Linked DNA regions of Takifugu rubripes: region 2 is linked to region 1. The links are chromatin contacts, called in public Hi-C maps. All regions are on one chromosome and are shown on one strand. Each heading gives the region's core, a stretch centred on a gene start, on an enhancer-like site or on the middle of the called end of the contact. The rest is flanking DNA. Distances are from core to core; before and after follow the strand shown.

Region 1 (6,159 bases), core at 3,493-5,992:
CCAGGAACCAAAGAAAAGCAACTCTGACCAGATAAAACCAGTGAGGTAACGTTGTGAAAACTCCACTCGAGGCAAGAAACTAGAAAAAAAAACCTTTCTTTACAATAGGAAATGGATGGATTCTTTGCAGCTTGCTGTGGAAATCGCTACAGCAGAATCTTCAGATTCTTAATTTCTATTGAACCTAGTAAAACTGAAGCTTTTCTCCAGGTTGACCTGGAATAATAACCAGAAATGGTGTCAGGAGTCATGCCACCAATGCTGCCTGAGCCATCACTGTACCAATAGAAACATTAGATATAAAAGCATTTTTATATGATTTGTTCACTTGTTAGAGATCAAAAAAGCGGTGGGAGGAGGTTCCAGGGAGACTGGCCAAGATGACTTTTCCAACATCATATTGGTCCTTAATTCACTAAAAGGGCAACATAAATGTGCAGAGTTAAGGGCACAATCATTACATTCTCACACAAAACACACACTTGGTCCCTATTCACTCTTTTTAAAATCTGTGTGTCTGCTATTGGAGTCTAATTTCACCCAGTGGTTTACCTGGGACAGGTGTGTGACAGGCTGCAGAGGGGGTGAAGCATGCGGGACTGGGCCAGACACTGTTGTGTCGTTTTGGTGGAGCAGTTAATCTGAATCAAAGTGCTGCCGTCTCCAAACATCCATGCATTTGCATGTGTGTGTGTGTGTGTGTGTGTGTGTGTGTGTGTGTGTGTGTGTGTGTGTGTGCAGTGTCTGCCTGCATGCTTACCCTTTACAAATGCCACCAAAGGTCAGAAAGTGATAAGTCAACGTAGCACCACGCCTGGCAAGACTACCTGATACTGAGCACTTTGCTAAAACATAACAGGTGCCTTTATCAGAGGGCAAACACAAATGAAATGGATGTGATTTAATCAGAGTTGTTTGGGGTTTTCTTGGCACAGGTTGGATGGAAGAGCTCGGGCCTGTACAGCTTCTGTGACCCGGCATTCTCGAGGCTGTAAACGGGTCACAGGTGTTCAGACGAGTATTGATTCTCCCCTTTGTCCTCGGGTCAATATTTTATTCCTTTGATTGTTTCTCTAAATCAAACTCTGTCTGACATCCTGCAGGTTGGCGAGTGAAAATCTGCTTCTTCTAAACTTGACATTTACGGATGAGTTCTGTCAGTTCTGGCAACAATGGCTTGGAGCACATCTGAAGCATATCTCAGCCAACATCTTCAGAATGTCATTAAAGTTTCTAAAGCATCGAAACTCCATGTTAACATGAACTTTGAGCATCCACTCTCTCAGCATATGAGATCGCACCACTGCAGGTGTAATATTGCAGTAGCAGCGTGTTTTGTTAATTATGTTGCCATGGTGACAGACAGAAGCCCATTACCCCACTTCTGCAACACTGTGTCCACTATGTCTCCATGGAAACTAAAACACATCTGTCATATCTCTCCAACTTTTCCAATCGCCTCTGGAGTGGACTATCAGGACTTTGGTCACTATGGCGACACAGTTGCTCACAAATTTGCACACAATTTCACATCAGATCAACAAGTGTCTGCAGGACATATTTGTGCATCGCTGTTATGCAGATCTCCTCCAGTGTTTTCGCAGTTCCCTGAATTAATCCTGACACATTTTCCTCAGTGCCTGCTGAATTACCTTGGAGTAGATTCACACTTTTTTCTGCTCCCGTCTGAGCAGATCTGTCTTCATAAACGGTGGAATAACTGAGAAAATGGATTAGACCCGCCACGCCAATATTGGTTTCTGTCTGTAATAGTTTTTCTCTCCATTTCACTGCCATCTGCTTGTATTTCTTTCCCTTCTAGACATGGACTTTCTCCGCACACTCTGGTTACATCTGTGTTTGTTTGACATTAAAAATGAACATTTAAACGGCTGCAGTTGTCTCATAAGTGAACATGCTGAATGTAAAACTGCTTTTAGGGCGTCTTTGGACTTGAATTATAGTTCCTTTTTCACTAAATTCTTCACTTCACAAAGGTCCAAGCAGCTCCACAAACAAGCAGACCTACATGAAAAAAAGATGTTTGAAATTGACTAACCCTTCTCAGAACCCCAGTTAGAAAGAGTTTCCACACGTCGCCAGACCTGTTTGTCCTTTCATGTTCTGCGGTGTGTCGGAAAACATGTCAGAGGTGGATATTTTCCATTTGCCTCTTTGACAGGCAAGATAATTGGCTTTCAGTCACACCGAGATGTCGGAGGGTTTGTGTTTTTTTCTCAGGTTTTAGATTTCATGAAGTTCTCAGCTTACAAGGATGCAAATCTACAAATACTTCAAGAACCACAGGAATTAATGGATTAATATGGTTCAAACGAAATTACACAATGTCTTTTCCAAGTTCTTTTTTCAAGTCCTCATCAAACAAGCCAACATGGTGCTGATTAGGCTGATTTCTGTGTTTACACTTGTGTTATTTCTGTGATTAGTGTGTGTAATAGTTAGATGTGTGTGCAGCACCACACATCCCTCATTCTGGTCCTCCCTGGTTTTCCCTGGTGAGAATACGTATAGATTCCCTCTGGGAAATTGTGTTTCTATCAGGGTCTCTTTCCAGTTATGTGTGCCCAGAAAGTCTCCAAAGGGAGACGTCTGCCAGGAAACGTCCTGATGGCTGAACCACCTCGATAGGCCGGTCTGACCTCTGTGACCTCTCTCTAAGGCTAGACCCTCCTCAGAAATCCTGGGTCATCCACTCATGTCCCTGATCTCATTCTTTCAGTCAGTACCCGCTGCTGAGGGCTGCAGGTGAGCGCTGGAACATCATATGATAAATGAAGAGCTTTGCCTCACAGCTCAGTGTCCTCAACACAACGGTTCTGGACAGAATTAGAGCTGATGCTGCATTGTTCATCACTCAGATGCACTTGAACTCTTCGGCTCAGGGAAGCAACTTTCTACAAACTCCGAGGGAACGAGTTTCACCAAGGTTAGCAGGCAGCAGGCCAGTGTCGCGCCCTCTTTTGTGAAACGTAGCACTCCTACGAATATGGTCCTCCATGTTTAACGACTTTAATCGTCTGTGTGAGTGATGGTGCTAAAACACATTTCAAGTAAATGTTAATCTCATAATCATTTCCGCTGACAACACACAAGCTCGGGTAGCTTTTAGCCAGAAGTGATTTATTCATGGATGAAGTCTTATTGCTCCTCGGTGTGGCCCATTTCCTTCGTCTCATGGGATGTCATATAATGCTCAACTTGTCATTCTGGCTGGGTGAGAGAGCTGTGCACAGCAAGTACGAGCACACCGAGGCCACTCCACATGTTATTACTGCTCTGAGGCATCTCATACTTGATGAGAAAAAAACCCAAAGTGTAAATTGTAAAACCTGTTAGTGTTTTGGCACTCTGTCACTTTCCACTTTAAAAGTCAATCTGTCAACATACAATCAGCATTTCCCTGCACTTATGAGCCATGTAGCCATTCTATTTCCACGCTCTACTGTCAGAGATAGCCATTAAAGAGTTTTTATTGGGCCCAGCTCCACTACCAAGAGAAAAAGGTAATGCAATTGTCTTTACTCTAGTTAATATCATTTGATGGTGTCCTCACGTCATTCTCTCCCTGTTGTGTTACACTCTCATCTCGGCTCGACCATTAGTCGGGCATCATGGGCCAGGCAGTTTGCACGTGAGAGCAAGTAACACATTAAACAAATGACAACAAAGAGTATCATTATTCAGGCCACATAATGCAGGCAGCCAGGCATTCGAGTGCTTTTAAAGCTTTCTCATCTGCCTGGCTGCATCCCCAAAATTAAAACTCAGGATGTGGCCAATGCAGCATGTTTCAACAGCCTCCACTGTTGAGTGAGTGTGTATTTAATTTTCAACTTTAGGCAAACTATCCCTTTAATAGATGCACAGTGTATGCACTGGGAGTGCAGGGAGAATGGCCCTGCATTTCTGCATTAGGGAAAGGAAATGTGCACATTCAGATTATGATAAGATATTGTACTTTTTACCGTGATGTCAGGTATTTCAAGTGAAAGTAAACATAATGTCTATTGTTTTCAATAGATTTAAAAAACAAAACACTGGAATAGGAAAAACAGTTGACGGGAAAATTGGTTAAAAAAAATCCTGAAAAGAAATAAGATGAGAAATCCGTTGAAATGAGCTTTGCTGCACTGTTCTGGTTCTTCGTGTCCCACCTTTATTCATTTGTTGGGCTTTGGCTCCCTCGTGTGGTCACAGAAGGAACCATACGTTAACTACGCAAACACAAATGAGAACGATCCTGTTTCATTTAAGCTCGAAATCATTTTTCAGACAGTGTGAAACTTGTTAATATGAGGTTTGTTTGATTTTTTGCCAATGTAACTGTAACACACTGGCAGATCCTATGTTGTATCGTCATGCTGCCAAATAACACGGTCAAACTGTTCAGTGTCAACAGTCGGTAAATGTGAATTTTCTCTAGAATAGGCTGTATCGTGTTACTTTTCCTTCGCGTGCAGTTGCGCAATGCTTTGGCGTTTTATCGTGATTTGAATCCATCGCGTCCAGTGTGCGCTTCGGCGCAGCAATTTAAAAGTACCTTCGACTGACCGCGACGCCACCTTTAACAACTATTCATAGAAGAAAACATGACGCTGAGTAATACAGGAAGAGCCACCAAAAGACTGATGTTTCTTTAAGCCAATAGCAGATCTGCAGTATCTACAGTAGTCCCGCCTTTTGTAAAAACTGACCAATCGCTGTTCGAGATGAGAGCTTCCGCCATAGCGTCGGAGGACGTCCATTGTACGGAGCTTTCTGAAAGAATACCGCGATTGTTAAGGTGCAGGTTGTTAAATGCGAGATTTCTTTAAAGTTCTGGCATTCATTGAAACTTGCTGTCGCAGAATTTAGCTCGGAATAGCACGCCTTTGTTGTTATATCTAGATTTAACAGACACTTGGTGGTTTGTTGCAGGGACCGACAGTGGCGGTATCACCATAGGAATTTGTCCGTTAGCGGCAGCTCAACCACCTTGCGATCCTGTTAGCATTAGGGGCTAGTTGACGTTAGTGCCGGGCGTTTTGTGGCACGAGTCCATGAACGCGTTAATATGCCCTTAAACAAATTGGTTTGCGTTTGGAAGTGAGTCGTTGTCGCCATCAAGTGCTGTGGGTTCGCTAACCCGACACGTAGCCGTGCTAGCTAGTCAAGGCTACCGGATTGTCTTTCACAAAAGGACAGCGCGTGAAGAGAAGTGCTATTTAAGCAAACACGGACTCCGGTGCTTGTTTTACCGTTCGAGTTCAGGCCTCAAAGAGCATTAAGATCGTGCAGAATGAATGGCTTCAGCACAGAGGAAGACAGCCACGACGGACCGCCTGCTCCGCCGTTTTATGGACAGAGCTGTTGCTTGATCGAAGACGGGGAACGCTGCGGACGGTCAGCTGGAAACGCCTCCTTTAGCAAGAGGATCCAGAAAAGCATATCGCAGAAGAAGCTCAAGCTAGACATCGACAAGAGTGTAAGTGTCAGTCATGTGTTTTTGACATGCGATGGCGAGTTCACGCTCTAAGTTTGTCCTGCGGGGCTCTGCAGAAGTTCAGGCTCCGCAGCTGTCAGCTAAAGTGAGTTAGCCGGTGTGTCACGAACCAACAGGTTTCATTTTAAATCCTAGCCTCGTCGATGTTCATGCTACTGCCGAATGTAGCAAAGAAAGTCAGAGTGCTTAACTGTCAGCTTATAGCCAGCCATGGTGCAGGAAACAGAACCAAGAGCTTCGTGCTGCCGCCTCCGCAGTTGACCCTAAAATGGCTGTTGCTAACAGTTGCTAAACACGGTTAAACTGAGCCACCTCCGGCTACCAGGAGTAGGGGCTTGAGTTTACAGATTACTTGTATACAGCTTTGTGCTCTCGATCTGCAAAGGTTTCCCTTATTACCCAAACGATTGATAGTTTTAGTCATAAGTCATCACAAGAAAAGTGAGTCATCTCCAAATAATGACAAAGCAGGAGGTAACAGAGCAAAATGCACCACCGGACAATCACAATATACAGAGAAGCAGCAAAACGCGATCTACAATAAGAATTATCTAGTAGAGAATTTTGCTCAACTCAAAATAATGTCTCTGTTGTCCCAAATGAAACATCAGATTTGGTGGTTTGTCCTCTCCAAACATGTTTTGGGGTCGCGGGGG
Region 2 (5,389 bases), core at 371-2,870, 220 kb before region 1:
GAATTTCCCCCCACTCACCTTGCTCTTTCTGCTCTTGCTCAACCTGTGCGGAGAGTTCTGTGGGGCTGGGGATCCCCAGCGTCGTCTCTGCCTTCTCTATGACCTGAGTCAGGCCTTGGCCTGAGAGGACAGGCGAGGGGGGCGAATTCAAACCAGGACCAGTTGTTCAAACAGCGCTGTGAGCAAATAAATGTAAGTAGAGGAAGGTTTCACTCACCCACGGTGGCCACAGTAGCTGTTGCTGTGGATAAGATTGATTTTCCCCAGCTGCCCCAGTAGCCCCAGCCTCCCTGAGACACAGTGGATGTCTGAAAGAAGAAGACGAATGAGGACACGAAAGAGACACGAAAGAGACATTTGTTTTGTAGTATCATGCCAGTATTTAATATCGACCTGTGCTGGCTGCTCCTCCACTTTAGGAGCCTCCTGTGGTTCTCCTGCTGCTTTGGGCTCAGGTCTCCTTTTGGCTCTCCTCGTCGGGGCCACATCAGTGGTAGATTCAGGCGTGATCGGTGAGGACCCAACTGATGTTTCGGCAGAGGACGCATCGTGACCCTCTGACACCGGATCTTCTGCTGATATGGGTCCACTGTCTGACATCTTAACTTCCTAGTACATACCTACAAAGTTACAATATACAAATAAGCCGATGCATTTTCTTTTTTAGTCAGTCTCAGAAGTAAATAAAGCGTCAGTGTAAATATGTAGGTTGACCTGTACGTCATAGAATTTCATTAGGAATTTAATAACTGTCGATTTAGTAAGAAAAATAACAGTATTACTTACTAAGTAGTTGTGGCACCAAGCGCATAATAAGGCTCCAGGGGTTAGTTTTAATAGTCTGCTTCAATTTCCAACAGCATTTTTAATTACGATGATCAAATGTACATAATTAAATATTGGCTTAAAACAAAAATATAGGTGCTCTTAAATGTCATATGCTAGCAGTGTCAGCGAGGCTGCTAATATTGTTTTTAGTCGCAAAACGAAAGGAGCGAATATCTGTTTTTATCATTTAACGATGTTTATCAGTTTAAATAAAGTAAAAACGTGCAGGTTTAACGTAAAAATGATGTTCTTTTCTTTTACAGACCTCCAGGACCAGCCACGTCACTCTCTGTTTTCAGTGTTTGTGCGACTGACAGCGAGTATGAGACCGAGGAGTTCCGGTCAGTATTTTCATAATAAAGTAAGTTAGCGCTATTGTGTTAAATAATAAATTGATTGATAGTTTAATTAATCCTTAGAGTAAAGCGACACAAACAAAACAATACATGGAATTATGATTAATCTAGAAGCCCCTTCCCGGATGGCCCAATGTAAAGATGTCATTCTGTATTTTGAAAGAACATTCACTAGCTTGACTAGGCAATTCATTCTGTTTTCCGGGGCCATCAAAATAAGAGTACACCCCATCCGGTAAATGAAAACAGGTTTTCTGAAAAACGATTACGTAGATTTTAATTTTGATTCAATATTACGACTAAATCGAAGCAACACAATTAAATCGATAACCACTAAAGATTAAAATATACAAATGTAGATGAAGATTTGGGGGAAATGCAATGTAAAGTACCTGTAACGTCTTTGACGTTGTCTTTCACTTTAACCACGCCCACTCATACCTCAATCCGGAAATGAGTAAGGTGTGTTTTTTGTTTAAAGCTTAAGTATGTAATCTGCGTTGAACAAGAAGTGACGACGTTTTGCGCCAAGATCCAGTAATTCAAGCTGTGACTGACACGTATAACGCTTGTTGAGTGTGTTACCCGTGGAACAGGTGAGATTTGGTGAATCTGTTTTTAATATGCTTGTTTTGCGTGCACTAGAAACAATAGTATTACCGTACACCGTACTCACTGGAGACTTGTTTTGCAGATTGACCATGTCAGCAACAGTTTCCCCATCTCAGAAACACTACCTCCTTCTGACAGTCCTGCTGCTCAGCGTCTGGACAGCTGATGGACTTGAGAACATCTCAGGGGTGGAGGTGAAGTCCGATCCGCAGGGAAACAGCAAGTACATCACGGTCAAAGAGGGATCCAGCATGTTGATCAGGTGTAACTTAACAGGAGGCCATGATGGTGTTAAGTGGTACAACTCTCAAGGACTTCTGAAAGGTGAGGAAGACACATTGCCTGAAGAAAACATGGGGACGATAGTGAGAAGCTGTTTGTGTTCTGTGTTGGTTCAGGTGAGAAGTGGCAGATTCAGAAAAACGGTGACCTGAATATCACAGTGGTCTCCTTTGAGGACCGTGGACGTTACACCTGCGTTGCCCCCGGCAGCGCCGGCGAGACCAGAAACTATACTGTAACACTCCGCGTGGCCCACACCGACAGCGGCCTGGGCTTGTACTTTGTTGTCATCTGTCTGGTAGCGTTCACTATCACAATGATCCTCAACACGGCCAGACTTTGCATGGTCAGCTCTCATCTGAAGAAGACAGAGAGAGCCATCAATGAGTTCTTCTGCACTGAGGGTCCGGAGAAGCTGCAGAAGGCCTTTGAGGTTGCCAAGCGAATTCCCATTCTCACATCCACCAAAACGCTGGAGTTCGCCAAGGTGACGCAGTTCAAGACGATGGAGTTCGCCCGTCACATCGAGGAGCTGGCGCGGAGCGTCCCCCTGCCCCCGCTTATCATGAACTGCCTGTATGACGAGGAGCTGGCCGAGGGTATGGCGCCCCAGCAAGGTCTCGGCCCGCCTGCCTCTGGAGGACAGGAGCAGGAGATGGAGGAGAGCCAGGCACTGCTTCTATGTAGAGGAGCAGCAAACAAAGATGGTCACGCTGTATGTGAGACGGTCAGTGAAGATACGGTGGTCGAGAAGACCCACGACTAGGTCGCACCAGGCCGGCAACACATTGTGTTTTTTGAGGAGAACATGTAGCGTGTTTGCATCACCAGAAGAAACAAATTCAGCTGCAGATGAAGAGAATAGGGCCTTAAATTATTTCTGGTTCTGTTCAGCTGTTGGTTGACAGAAATCTGTTATTTCCCCAATTCAGAGACAGTTATCTGTTAAATAGTTTTTACTTTCACCAAAAGCAGTTGAGAAAAGCTGAAGTAATTTTTTTTAATCTATAGGAGCTCACATTTTGGTGCAGAGAAACCAAAAGTCCTCATTTCTGATCAAAGTATGTATAATACTTATAATTAAGCATATTGATAAAGTTGAACACGGGTTCGAGGGAGGGTTTTCCTTGTCTTTATAGCTGCTGATTGAGCTGGATTGTTTTGGGTTTTTTTATGGATGTGGTCGTGGTTGTTTGGCAATGCTGTTGGTGTGAAAGTGCTCAGGGTATTAAACAAAATAATATTGGGTAGAGTTGTGTATATTTAACTTGTCAGTCTCAAATGTGCTGCTTGTGACCTCTGACCCCCCTCTTTTGGGTGATCTATACCTCTCTATGTTCCCTTTTTCACAATTGCACTTGTTATTTTGTAGTTGTGCTGATTCTTTTCTGTGTTGTGTATCTGTTTTATGACAAAAGACCATTTGCACATGAATATGAACTTATTTTCAGGGACTCGGTGCGTAAAGATCTGATCAAAATACAAAACCTGGCAAATGACAGATTGAGTAAATAAAAATCAGGTCAGGGAGACGTCTATTATTTCTTCATGTGATGTTGCTACTTGGACACCGGGGGGCGCTAAAGTCAAAGTATTGAGCAAAGAAGTAACGTAGTAGTACTGAACATTACCTCCATCACACACGCAGAAGTCACGCGAGCAGCCAGACCTGACCTCATCAAGTCTGGAAAAACAATGATCAGAATAGCATCCATCCATCCACCCATCCATCCATCCATCCATCCATCCATCCAAGACAGAAAACATCCATCTTCCCCTCTCTGTCCTCTCCGAAGGGGAGCTTATCTAAATAGAATTGATTGGTCTGAACGATCATTTATCACTCTGAGCCAGAGATGCTCAAGGAACGGACGAAGATTTTACTGATAGTTTAGGAACGTGTGTGTGAGAGAATGTGTGTGCGTTAGCGCCGTCATCCGAATCGACACATCAAGGTCATCTAATTTGTCATTTCACGACACAAGGAGACACAAGTTGCATCCCTCCGTTCCATAAACGAATGAAGCTGCTGTGTATTGTCCATCAGGACTACTTGAATTTAAATTGCTCATGATTTCAGCTTAGAGCAGGAAAATACAAGCCTCTAATTACATTTTATTTCCAATCAGTCTGAAGTAACAAGCTGTAGGGGAAGAAAACCGAGGACAGATGATGATAAATTCAATGACTTGTTAAGAGAAGAACTCATCATATCTGTTCATTAGAGGAGAGGACGCTGTGCAGATGCCTGCACCCTGATTAGCTCCATCTCTTACTCCTCCATCTTGTTCTCTTTGGGTCTGTGTTTTCATTGATTAGCCTAACAAACCTGCAGCATTGCTCTTGTGTTACTTAGTCTCTTTCCCATTTGTTCTTGTATCTTTTCTGAATATCAGCCTTTTAATTACATGACCTTTGGCCCTCTAATGGCCCCGCCCTTTTCAGTCTGCATGACTTCTCCCAGCTATACCTAAACGCTGCCCACACACACCACGTGGCCAGTAAAATCGCATCCAGCCGAGTTTCACAACACATACACACGGAGGGAACACAGAAAGTTCCAGTCAACCTTCAAAACAGAACTCGTGGCGTCCTTCAGTGGTCCAGGCGAGGTTGAACAAAGGGATGGGGGCACCGCGGACGACCCGATTCTCCGCTGGGTCTCGCTGCTTCAAACGGCCCCGTTTGTCAGGCACTAATGGGAAATAATGGCTGCGGAGGTATCAGAGCGGCGGGCTGTGGTCACTGGGGACCGAGGTGAAAGTATTGGGGTCACATCTTCTGATGGCTCCTTGCATCCTTGGACAGAGAGAAGAGATCTGCAGGCAGAGCATGGGCGTACACTGAGCGATGATGCTGGCTAAATGAGGTCACAGAGAAAGGTCATGGTGGGGGATTACTGCCTTGTTATGTTATAATAATGGCTGATTTTTACTCTTCTGCTCTGCTTCTTAAAGTCTTAAATGAACAGCAGCGTTTTACCTCAGTTTTGCCCTTTTCAGCTTCAGTTGCTCTCACAGTAATAGTGAACAAAAGATGTCCGGCACTTCTCTCTGCATTACTCCAGCACTTTAAAACAAATCCCCAGCTTGTGTAGCGTTTTCCTTTCCTTCGCCATGCTTCAGATGAAGCGCTCTGCCCCCGTGTGCCATTTAAAAAGGTCTTTTTTTTATCTGAGTTATTATTTTCTCATTTATGGCGGAGCCGACCAAGGTCTGCTGAGCGCTGTGGCTCCCACAGTTTTAATCAGCAAAGGAACAAAGCAACCTTTTCTTTTATTACATCTGTATTTCCTCAACTCACTGTTTTAT

Evidence for each region. Hi-C and Micro-C count contacts between places; a contact is called where the count stands out from the background.
Region 2: a contact with region 1 is called in a Hi-C map of an unstated tissue, with 4 times the contacts expected there. The contact joins the promoter of LOC101077195 here to the promoter of sap30l in region 1. A contact is called at or near these places in 2 of 2 Hi-C or Micro-C datasets (muscle and an unstated tissue).

Annotation. Positions count from the first base shown.
Region 1 is chr15:6,675,512-6,681,670 of fTakRub1.2, reverse strand. It overlaps sap30l (sap30-like), which reads left to right and starts at 4,742. Exons shown (of 4, transcript XM_003970807.3): 1 at 4,742-5,485. The coding sequence starts at 5,300.
Region 2 is chr15:6,896,449-6,901,837 of fTakRub1.2, reverse strand. LOC101077195 (microfibril associated protein 3) reads left to right here and starts at 1,620. Exons shown (of 3, transcript XM_003970858.3): 1 at 1,620-1,780; 2 at 1,879-2,120; 3 at 2,195-3,608. The coding sequence starts at 1,886. The coding sequence ends at 2,844. fam114a2 (family with sequence similarity 114 member A2) reads right to left here and starts at 1,168. Exons shown (of 14, transcript XM_029848042.1): 1 at 1,094-1,168; 2 at 394-620; 3 at 218-308; 4 at 19-120. The coding sequence starts at 600.